Regions from separate parts of the Urocitellus parryii genome. Here region 1 is linked to region 2. The links are chromatin contacts, called in public Hi-C maps. All regions are on one chromosome and are shown on one strand. Each heading gives the region's core, a stretch centred on a gene start, on an enhancer-like site or on the middle of the called end of the contact. The rest is flanking DNA. Distances are from core to core; before and after follow the strand shown. Region 1 holds the start of LOC113198780 (olfactory receptor 4D9-like). Region 2 holds the start of Mrpl16 (mitochondrial ribosomal protein L16).

Region 1 (5,919 bases), core at 549-3,048, 250 kb after region 2:
CCTGAATGATGGAAAGTAGATTTTCTTCTTAAGGTTTTGTTTCTTGGGCATGTGCGAGCCAGGCATGTTCTAGAGATGCAGGTGGGGTAGGATTCCTTTCTTCCTGGAGGTCTGATCAGGAATGAATGACTCTAAAATGACATTGAAATTCTCACAGGAATCCCAAGTCTTACAATATGTCCTCTTTTGTGAAGCAAGGACCAACAAGTGCCTCTCAGGATACTACCACAGAGGAGACATTTTTATAGGCGAGGTAGTTTCAGATTCTGACAAATCCTGTCTGAGGCAGCAGGAACACTCAGTTGAGAGTTGAGAGTCTTGCCTCTCCTATTCATTAACTAGGAAATCTTTGATAGAACATGAAACTTCCCTCATCTTATACAAAGGAAATTCAGAGGCTTCCTTAGAAAAATTGAAACCAAAGTCTCCAAGGTTAGTGATGGAAAACCAACTTCTACCTAAGGAGAAGTAGGTGAGTGTTATAGACTTTACTTCTGTCCCTGGAAGTCATTTTACTAATTATCTCCTAGGCAACCCACGAGGCTACCACAACTCCAAAGTCAAGAGATGATTTCTGTTTAGACTCTATTCCCTCACCTGGAAGACGAGGTGTTTGGATGGTGTAAGCATCTGAGTTCCTTTAAGAGCTGACAGTTTATAGATGTGAAGCTCTAATTTGCCATCAGTCTCACCCAGAGAAAAACTTACAGAGGTGATTGTCTCAGGGAAGACTTAGTAGAGGACTCCGCTGTAGAGCAAGGATAAGATTCGGTCTCAAGATGGTATATTGAAGGGAACTTTCTATTGTGTCATAAGGAAATATTTTTTTCAGTTCTTATTTTCCAATCTGGAATTCATAGCATCTATTGCTTTTCGGAAGGCCCAAGTCTTTTCTTCAGTCTCCTCATGGCTGACTTCATCTCCTGGTTCCTCAGGGTGTAGATCATGGGGTTCAGGACAGGGATGACGACAGTGAAGGTGATGGAGACAGCTCTGTCCATGGGGAGGGCGGTGAAGGGTCGGGCGTAGACGTAGATGCAGGGCACAAAATGCAGGGTCACCACAGTGATGTGGGAGGTGCAGGTGGAGATGGCTTTCCTCTTGCCCTCTCCAGTGTGTGACCTCAGCATGGTCAGGATGACTGTGTAGGACACAAGGAGAAGGACAAACCACAGGGTGGAGATCAAGCCGTTGTTGGAAATCATTAAGACCTCCAGAGCGAACGTGTCAGTGCAGGCGAGTTTGAGGACCTGGGGGACATCACAGTAGAAGCCATCAACAACATTGGGTCCACAGAAGGGCAGCGGGAGCAAGAGGGAGATCTGCACGATGGAGTGGACGAAGCCCCCCACCCAGGAGGCCACGATGAGGGCCGTGCATCTCCCCTGACTCATGATGGTCACGTAGTGCAGGGGCTTGGAGATGGCCATGTAGCGGTCAAACGCCATGACAGAGAGGGAGAAAATGTCTGCCCCACCCAGGAGGTGGAAGAAGAACATCTGGGTGATGCACCCATTGAAGGAGATGGCCTTTCTCCTTGACAGAAGGTCCACCAAGACCTTAGGAGCCGTGATGGAGGAGAAGCAGATGTCCAAGACAGAGAGATTGCGGAGCAGGAAGTACATGGGGGTGTGAAGGCGGGACTCCCAGGTCACAGTGACCATGATGAGGAGGTTCCCCATCACAGTTGCTGTGTACACACAAAACAAGAAAATAAATAAGAGCAAGCTCAGCTCTCGGGATTGGGTCAATCCTTGAAGAATAAATTCTTTCACCCTGGTGTAATTTCCCTGCTCCATTGGATCATGTTTCTTCTACTTCTTCAACCACCTGGGGAGAAAATACTCTTGTTATAGAAGGTACATCACTGAAAACAGAGAGAAGTCAAGTCTGTGTGCTTGGGATGTTACTTTTTTAGGGCCATTTTCTACGTGGGCAAGGATGCCTAAGGTAAGCTGTCCTTGGTAGATAATTGGTGTTTTAGTCAGCTTTTTTTGCTACTGTGACTAAAGGACTGGGCCAGAACAACTGTAGAAGAGGAAAAATATGTAGGGGCTCACAATTTCAGAGCTGTCCATCCATAGATAACAAGCTCTATCCCTCAGGGCTCAAGGTGAGGCATCCTGGTGGAAGAGTGTGGCAGAGGGAAGCAGCTCACATGGTGATTAGGAAGGAGAGAGGGAGAGAGAGAGAGAGAGAGAGAGAGAGAGAGAGAGAGAGAGAGAGAGAGAGAGAGACTCTCCCCTAGCCAGGTACAAAGTATATACCCATAGCCATGCCCCTAATGAACCACTTTCCCCAGCCACGCCCACCTGTGTCCAGGTACCACTCAGTTGATCCCATCAGGGATTAATTTACTGATTAGGTTAAGAGCTATAACCCAACCATTTCTCTTCCAAACTGTCTTTCATTGTCTCACATGTGAGCTTTTGGGGGACTTCACATCCAAACCATTGGTGTTTCTTCAGTTCTCTCAGAGTGGAATAAAGAGTGGATTTCTAATGATGTCCGTTGATTGACAGTCATCTATTGGTATGTTCATAAAATTCTACTTAACAAATTTCATGGTTGGAAAATTTTATAGAGTCTATAGTCCTCTTGAAAAAAATTTAGTGAATTCTCTGAGAAGTAAAGATGCTAGTTTAAATTTATTTAACCCAAGTTCACCGCAGACCACTCTCTCCCTCTTATTTACATTGATCAAATCTAATCTTCCAAATGACATTATTTGAGTCATACTGACTAAAATGCACTATTATAGATTTCCTGCAAAATACAATTCTTTGAAATAATCGCCGATATGGTCAAATCTGGCATTTAAAAGATATGTGGTTCTAAACCATGGAATATCATTCACTGGTAAAAAGAAAAAAGCTCTCAAGGCCTGGGTGGGCCTGGAGGAAACTTAAATGCTATTGCTCAGTGAAAGGAGCCAATCTGAAAAGGTACAAGCTGTATGATTCCAAGTATGTGACATGCTCAGAAAAACACAAAACTGTAGGGACAATAAAGTGGTAAGTGCTCACCAGGGGCTGGGATAGGAAGGGTGAATAGGTGGAGCATAGGAGGTTTTTAGGGTAGAGAAACTGCCCTGTTTGATGCTCTAATAAGCTGCCTATGATACTGTAATCGATGCTACCACTATCCTGGATGATACTATAATCATGGATATATGACATTACACATTTGTCAAAACCTGTTGAAGTGTACAACAGAGTGATCCCTAATGTAAGTTATGGACTTTAGTTAATAATAACACTCCAATATTGGTTCATCAATTGTTAACTAATGTACTACACTAATGAAAGATTTTATTAATGATTAGGGAAACTGGTGGTGGTGAAGAGAGCGGGTATATGGGAACTCTCTGCACTTACTGTTCAGTTTTTCTGTGAACCTAAAACTGCTCTAAGAAGTAAAATCTATTATTTTTATTTTTTTAAAGAACAGATGTGCCAAAGGATAAAAAGGTCTAAAACATAATGCAAAGGTACACACTTTTTAAACTTTTATTACCAAACTTTACTTCCTCCAAATCCCAATTCAACTCTTTCCCTTGCTTTGCACCCTGTTTCAAAGAGTGTGAAATAAGTTTAAAATAAGTACAACGCTTTGGGTTGTTGATACACATCTGGATATAGTGGTTTTGTTAATTGCTCAAAGTGAAATTGCCTGTTGTAGCTTTCTTTTTGCTTTTTAAAATCAGCTTTGCTGAGGTGTAATTTACCTACAATAAACTTCACACATTTAAAGGATAGAATTTGATGGGTTTTAACATCAAGATACATAATATATGTGTGTGTGTGTGTATTTATATATACGTGCATACATTATCTATCTATCTATCTATCTATCTATCTATCTATCTATCTATCATCTCTCTAATCTCGGAGAAACCACCATAATTAGGATAATGAATACTTTCATCACCCCACAACATTTCCTCATGCTCCTGAGAACTGCAGAACTGTCAGACCAAAGCAATTGTACTAGACCAAAATCTAGCATGGTATGTTAGTCAGCTTTCATTGCTGTGACAAAATCCTGGGTCTACACAACTCAAAAAGAGGAAACACTTATTCTGGCTGGTTTCAGAGGTTTTAGTCTGTGGTGGTTGGGCCTGTGGCCTTGTGCCTGTGGCAGCACGGGGACATTACCTCAAGGTGGTAGCATGGGGCAGAGGCCACTGCTCACCTCATGGCAGCCAGGGGGCAAAAAGAGAGAGGAAAGGGCTGGGGTCCCCACATCCCCCTCCAGGACATGCCCCCAGGACCTGCCTCCTTCTGCTCTGCTCCTCCTCCTAAGTGTTCCACCACCTCCCTACTGTGCCACAGGCTGGTGACCAAGCCTGCAGTCCTTGGGCCTCTGGGGCACATTTAAGACCCAATCGTGACACATGGCTTCCAGCTGTGTAAGGTCATAAGGCCGTGTCCCTGGGATGGCCCCAGATCCTCATTAAAATGCCTGCCCAAGAAGGCCAACGCGGCCAGGAGAATTTACTGTGTCTTCTCCTGAAAAGCCTGACCGTGGGCCCTGGCCTCCCTTTCTTAAAGCATTTACTAAAAAGAGCTCGCAGTTGTGCATAAGTGTCTCTGAAAGCCTCAGAAATTTCTTTCTCCTGGACCTGCGAGCCATTTCTTGGTCTTTTGTTAGGAAGGCCGGATCCTCTGCCTCTGTCTCTGCAGGGCCTCTGCAGGAGGGCCTAATCCTGGCTTTGAGAACCGCTGCCCCAGACCTGCCTGCCTAATCGCATTTGCGCTCACCAGGCCTCTGTAATTTTTTTTACCTCCTGACTCTGACCTGCTATTCTCCCTGGCCTTCTTTTGTCCCTTCGAATGCCCACATCGCTGCTTCACAATGACAACAGGGCTCGGCTGCTTCCCCTTCCGTTGAGTCACTGAGTCAAGTCTGTTTCACGGTTCTAAGGACATGCCTTTGTACCCTCCCCTGCCCACACAGAGGCCAGCCCTGGTCCTGCTCTTCACCACGGAGCTCTCTGGGCCCTCCAGGACTTTTCCTCCTATTTTCTTTCCAGAATAGAACTTGTGGTGAGCTCACTTTCCTCCTAAATTCTTTCCTTTGACGTTTAAGCCACACAAAGCTAATTCTGCAGTCTTACTTCCATCTGTTAATTAATCCAGCAATAACTCAGAGGATTTAATTGCTGGCAAATGTTTTAAAAAAGTGGCTATGTAGTTTCTTCAGAGTAAATATTTTGAAAAATAATAATAATAAAAAAAAAGAAAATCAGAACCCATGCAGTTTTTCAGATAATGCATAAAGGGCTCTTTTATTGTTTGTATTTGAACTATGAAAGGTAGAGAGACCCTAATTTGGGAGACTTGAGCTTTGATGCCAACCTCAGACATTGATGGAGAAATAGTACACTTTTATTTATTTATTACAGGGGATTGAACTAACTAGGGACGCTTAACCTCTGAGACACATCCTCACCCCCCCTATTTATTTAATTTAGAGACAGGATTCACTAAGTTGCTTAGGGCCTCACTAAATTGCTGAGTATGGCTTTGAACTCATGATCCTCCTGTCTCAGCCTCCCAAGCCACTGTGCCTGGCTCTTTTATTTATATATTTTTAAAATTCAGGGCCTTGTTCATGTTAGGCACAAGTTCTACCCTCGAGTGACATCCCCAGCCATTTTTATTTTTTATTTTGAGATAGGGTCTGACTCAGTTGCCCAGGCTGGCCTCTAACTTGTGATCCTCCCCTCTCAGCCTCTCTAATAGCTGGGTCTACATGTGTGTGACAGTGCATCCAGCAATAGTGGAGTCTTTAAAGGCACCTAGATGCTGTCTTTCATCAGTGAAATGGGAGCATTGGTGATCTCAAGTCCTTTTGAAGGTGTGGGGGCGAGGGGGGTTGTCTGCACAGCATGTAACTCTAATATGGCCTAAGGAA
Region 2 (6,067 bases), core at 1,189-3,688:
TGAAGATGTGGGGGAAAAGCAAGGGTCAACTATTTTCTTGTATGTGGAAGTTAAGAGATAAATAACAAATTTTAAAAAGTAGGGGAGAGGGGAATCTCATGAAAATAGAGTGAGAACAGTGAAGTAAAGGAAATGGAACAGAGAGGGAAAGGGGAAGAATTGGACAGGGGAGGAACGGCAGAATGAAATAAACCAAATTATGTCATTTGCATTCATAAACATGTCACAATCAATTATACTTTTATGTATAACTGTAATGCACCAATTTAAAACATCGATTAAAAAGATAAAATCAAGTGTTAACATGCATAAGAGTCTATAAAAGACCTAACTCCAGCAGATTAACAATTTTGTAAAGTAAGGTTTTTACCCATTTTCCCCTTGTCTATCCTTTTTCTGATTATGTTTGAGCAATTTTTCATATATTGTTGTGTATGTTATGAATATCATTTTCTGCACTGTGAATGGGTTCCCCTTTTCACTTTTCTAATGGTTTCTTTTGATGAAGAAAAGGTCTTACTTTTAATATAAAAAATTACATCATGCTCCATAAATACATACCATTATTTTGTGTCAGTAAAATAAAATCTGTAATGCTTGCAGAGGTACAATTCTCTTAAGAGAACAGAATTCCTGGAAGACCTTACTGCAGAAAAAGAAATGGCCATACCTTAAAAAAAAAAAAAAAAAACTAAGTCATTTTGCAGACAAAATGAAAAGAAAATTGGAATATGCACAACCACACAGAAGATAATATATTTAACAAATAATAAGCAGTTTTTAACTGATAAGAAAAAATATAAACAGTATGAGTAAAATATAGAAAAAACATACAAGCAAGAAAATTGCAAATGCAAAAACTACAATGGGGATGTACTTTAGACACAGTGTACTTACCTAGTATGCTCAAAGATGGTGGGTTTAATCCCTAGTATTGCAAAACAAAAGGTGTGTGTGGGAGGGTAAAATCAAAGACATGAGAAAAAGCTTGATATTAGTCATGTCTAAAAAGGAAAACTAATCTATAACCAATTTGTAAATTAAAGTAAATGGGACTTAGAAAATGCTAGTGAAAATCAACTTCAGTATACTACTTTTAGCCAACCATCTCTGTGAGGCTGGTTTTTGTTGCTGTGTCTTGCCATTTTCTCATTACTCCACAACTTAAAATTAAACTTTAAAATTGTTTTTTTTTTTTTACTTTTAGTCAAGGAAAACTTTCTCATATCAGTACCTAAAATGTCCAAAAGTGTAATATTCTTAACTATGAATTCCATTCAAAGGCAGAGCTCCTACCCTCTCCCAGCTCAATCCTGCTTTAGGTAGAGAGTAGTGAAAACAAAATGGGCAAGGGGTGTCTATTTCCCCCACTTAATGCTTTTATCAGTCAAGGAAGATCTTGTCTGCCCCTGATCTCTCGCCATTTGTGACTTCCGAGGAATGGCATCTGTTGTGGGCTGAATTGTGTCCCCCAAAAATGTGCTCAAGTCCTAAACCCCAATCCATCATCGGAATGTGATCTTATTTGGAGATAGGGTCTTTACAGAAGTAATCAAGTTAAAATGGGGTCATGAGGTGGATGTAATAAAGTCTGTTAACTCTTTGGAAACAGATTCAGCGTGCAGGTCCATCAAACTGTGAATAGAGTCCTCTCAATACTTCCACAGGCACGACGAGTCTTATCTGCTGCTACTTGTGACATTAATTTTCAGGGGAAGGCGACATGCAGATTTATTATGATTTAAGCACAACAGACATCAGTCTCCATTTGCTAATCCCATTTGTGTCCTAGGAGCTTGGATAAGGAACTTCTCTCATTCCAATTATTAGAAAGCTTCCGGCTCGTAAAAATAATTGACCCAACACTCTCCCAGAAGGGTGACACGTTATTTCACCGTAACTTGACTAACTTAAGCTACTGTCCTTTCCCTGGGATCGCTGGGCTCACAGATCCTGACTTTGCTTTTTTTCCGTGGTGAGACCCCGAGAAAGGCAAATCCTTTGACTCTAGGGATGGAATGGGCAAAGCAAGGATGACTTACTCGTCTCGGGGAATTGTTGGGAGGACTAATACAACAGGATGTCCTCGTCTGACACATGGCAAGTCTCTAAAACGGTAAACCAAAGACCGGTCCCTGGTATCTTCCTAAGGTGGTTCCCCAGGGTTCCCCTCGAGAAGGGGCGTAACGCAGTAAGGAGCTGACTGCTAAGCGAACCCCAGGATTGAACGGTGAGGTACTCAAAGGAGAACACTCAGAGCCCTTCCGCCTTCGGAAAAGACGCGGGATTGGGTAGAAGCCGCCACAAAGCCAAGAAAACGCGCGCAAGTGGCTGGACGGGACTCATGTTGACCCGCAGACAGCAGCGCCGGAACGAAGCTCCCGGGATCGGGTTTCTTCCCTTCCGGCGGGACTCTGTGCAGAGTGGACCTGCGTGAACACAACTTCCGGCAGGGCTAAGCAGTATCCTCAGCACATTAACTTGGCGCTGAGGCGCCGCTCCGGACCCGGGAGAACGAAACTCTGGTGGTAGCGGAGGGAACCTGGCTGCCCGCGACCATGTGGAGGCTGCTGTCTCGCGCCAGTGCGCCGCTCCTGCGGGTGTCCGTGTCAGGTCAGAAGTCCCTTTGGGTCCTAAAGAAGACTTCCCCCTTCTCCCCCCCCCCCCCCCCGCGCCCTCCAGTGTTGCCTCTTCCAAATCCAAAAAACGGTGCTAGCTGCAGCTGGTTGGGAGCTGCCCTTTCCCGCCGCCACCTCCGCTCTAGGGTTCCGTTCCAAAGGGGCACAGCCATGTGGCGGGGTGGCTCCAGGCTGACTTCTTCAGGGAAGCCTGAGCGCCCATTTAACGGAACCCTCTAGGCGCTGTCAAAAGTACCTTTAGCTCAGCCTTTGTCGCCTGGTTCAACTTTATTTGTCTTTGTAGATCCTAGGGCAGCCCTGCCCGCCAGTGCTGGCCTAAAGACTCTGCTTCCGGTGCCATCCTTTGAAGGTGAGAGTTTGTCTATCACTTTCCTCTTGGTCTTTTCTCTGATGGAACCCAGTAGAAAGTAGAAGACATTGGGTGTCCTTGTGCCATCTGTCCCCATTCACTCATTCAGTAAATAATGCGTTGAAGGCATACTATATTGTCGGTGTTCTAAACACCAGAGGTAAATAACGAGGGGCCATAAAAGTTCCCTGCTCTTAATGGAGCAAAAAGCCAGTGGGTGGTTCCCCTATAGCCTATTCTTGGTAAGTGGCCCATGGTCCAATCAGCCAAAACTAATTGGCCTCAAATTTGGACTTTTGATGTTCTCTCCAAAGGTGATTGCATGTATGCAATCATTTAACAATATTATGTAAAGTGCTAATGTATTAAATATAAAAGTTTACAATAAGCCTCAGTTTTGTAAACTAATTTGCCATTCTTTTTTTAATATACTGGAAATCTCAGAACAATTAAAAGCATGTGGCTATCTGAAGGTCTTCAACGTGTAATTGTTAAATCACTTTATGTTCTGGGAAGTACATACTGACTTACAGTCAAAAGCATTACCAAGTTCATTTCTAGCTGCATGAGAAAGCTGGGAGGCAGCTTTTATAACCTGGAATAGTAATAATTTTATAATTCCACTGATAATTATATCAAATATCATTCTTTGAGGTCTCCTCTGTTTTATGATTCCATCATGGAGCCATACTTGTTTTACTACCGAGATTTTTTTTTACATAAATGACAAGATGTTTGATTCCCTACCCCTCAAATTGCCAAGGAAAGAAGATAAAGAAGTCAAGTGTCTGGTCTGAGGTTATGCCCACCCAACCTCACCCAGTACACTGGGGCACAGATTAGGAATTGTGCAGGTCTCAGCATAACAGCCTCTACATATATCAAAGACAGTACATTGATTGATAAGATTCTTAAGTTGTAAGTTTTCCAACAAAAACGTGGCAGAAATGAAGAACTTAGTTATTTTTATATGCAATAAAATATGCTTTTATCCTAACATCCAGAGATGCAGTAAACTATTTTTTAAAAAAGAATCATATTATCTGGCTTTGCTGTTTTAATTGGATAGTCTAGACCAAATTACAAAACATCTCCAGGCCTAAGGTTCTTCATCTATAGAGATTAAAAACACTTTCTACCTTAAATTATGTTTCTTGACCTGGGTGATAGTGATGTATTTGTCTCATGCATTCACTTTCAGATAGTTAACTGACCTTTATGTGTGTTAAATGTTTAAAAAAAAAATACCAAGGCTATGAAAGTGTTGTGAAGATTAAGAGAAATAATGATTTCCAAACAGTTCCTTTAATAGGTGTTAACCCCCGAGTGGGGTTAAAAAATGCACATTAGCTTCAAGGTTAAAACTTTGCTATCTTCAAAGACTTAGAAGCAATTGCATTAACCATTGTCAATAGCTGGAAGAATGCAGTTTTACTAAATGCATTCACAAGAAAAATGTAATATTTCTTTGGAATTATTATCCAAAGGTAACTCCTTAAGAGTTACCATTTACTGTTATAACTCTTTCGAGAGATATGTAGCTTTACTTACTCTTGGTTGTCTGTGTTCCTTTTAGATATTTCCATCCCTGAAAAGCCCAAGCTTAAATTTGTTGAAAGGGTACCACTTGTGCCAAAAGTAAGAAGAGAACCTAAAAATTTGAGTGACATACGGGGACCTTCAACTGAAGCTACTGAGTTCACAGAAGGCAATTTTGCAATTTTGGTGAGTGAAGGAAGCTACAGATTAAAAACAAAAAAATTTTCAAAGTCTTCAATTCTAGTCTCTTCCTCCAGTCTGTATTAGAAGTGCCTCACAGGGATGCCACATACTAGCTGCCCTTTAAACAGATGTATAGAGGCTACTAGGTACCCTGTATACATATATCTTTTTAAATGTAGAATGAAAATACGGTGGTTCTCCCTTATCTATGAAGGATACATTCCTAGTATCCCACTGGATGCTTGAGGCTATGGATGGTGCTGAACCCTATGTACAAGCATTGTGATACCATGACAGTGCATCTAATAACCTAGATGGCTACTGAGTGACTAATAGATGGCCTAAATAGCACAGTTACATACTGGACAAAAGATAATTCATGTCCAGGTGGAATGGAGTGGAAGAGGATATCTTGCTGCTCAAAACAAAATGCAATTTAAAAACTCATGAATTGTTTACTTCATATTTTTTTAATTTAATATTTTCAGACTGTGGTTGACTGTAGATAACTGAAACCACAGAAAGAGAAACTATGAAGGAGTTGGGGGAACTACCATAATATAAAAGCAGAAGAGAGACTAATTTGCCCAGCCAGACCATGAGATCTCTTCAGACTCTCAGTAAAAATAAAACTATCCACAACTTCAGCTATGAGGCAGCTGTTCCTTTATTTGTTGAGTAACTTCCATAAAAACTAATTGAGTAGCTATACAAACAGGTGCACTGAGCTTTATGTTTCATCCAGCAGGGAGACATTTCAAAGTTCATCAGCCTGCATGAATAGCCCCTGCTGACCTCTTAGAACCTCATGCCCACTTCTCCAGCCACTCTGGCTTTTACTCCCATTCAGCAAGCTCTTTACATAAACTGTTCCTCTACCTGGAACTCATTCTCTTGCCTTAACTAGTTTTTATTATTTTGTCCTCAGCTTTAAATGTCACTTCTTCAGAGGCCTACCCTGGCTCACCACTGGAATGGGTCTACCATACTCTTTTATTACCATATGCTAGGCTTTTCTTCCATGGTACTTCTTAGTAAGAACTTACATTTTCATATGTATCTTTGAGGCATGGTTTCTAAAAAAGGGAGACATAATAAAACCCACTAAAGACATCTAAGTTCCCATGTGTTTCTAATTCTCTCATTTACTTTTAGGCATTGGGAGGTGGTTATCTCCATTGGGGCCATTTTGAAATGATGCGCCTGACAATCAACCGCTCTATGGACCCCAAGAATATGTTTGCCATATGGCGAGTACCAGCCCCTTTCAAGCCCATTACGCGCAAAGGAATTGGACAGCGCATGGGGGGAGGCAAAGGTGCCATTGATCATTATGTGACACCTGTGAAGGCTGGCC

The links. A called contact is a pair of places that touch in the nucleus more often than the background predicts.
Region 1: a contact with region 2 is called in a Hi-C map of muscle, with 2.6 times the contacts expected there. The contact joins the promoter of LOC113198780 here to the promoter of Mrpl16 in region 2. A contact is called at or near these places in 2 of 2 Hi-C or Micro-C datasets (liver and muscle).

What each region holds. Positions count from the first base shown.
Region 1 is chr4:13,581,891-13,587,809 of mUroPar1.hap1, forward strand. It overlaps LOC113198780 (olfactory receptor 4D9-like), which reads right to left and starts at 1,799. Exons shown (of 1, transcript XM_026411628.2): 1 at 864-1,799. The coding sequence starts at 1,799. The coding sequence ends at 864.
Region 2 is chr4:13,332,130-13,338,196 of mUroPar1.hap1, forward strand. Mrpl16 (mitochondrial ribosomal protein L16) reads left to right here and starts at 2,439. Exons shown (of 4, transcript XM_026411659.2): 1 at 2,439-2,613; 2 at 2,923-2,988; 3 at 4,565-4,713; 4 at 5,866-6,067. The coding sequence starts at 2,559.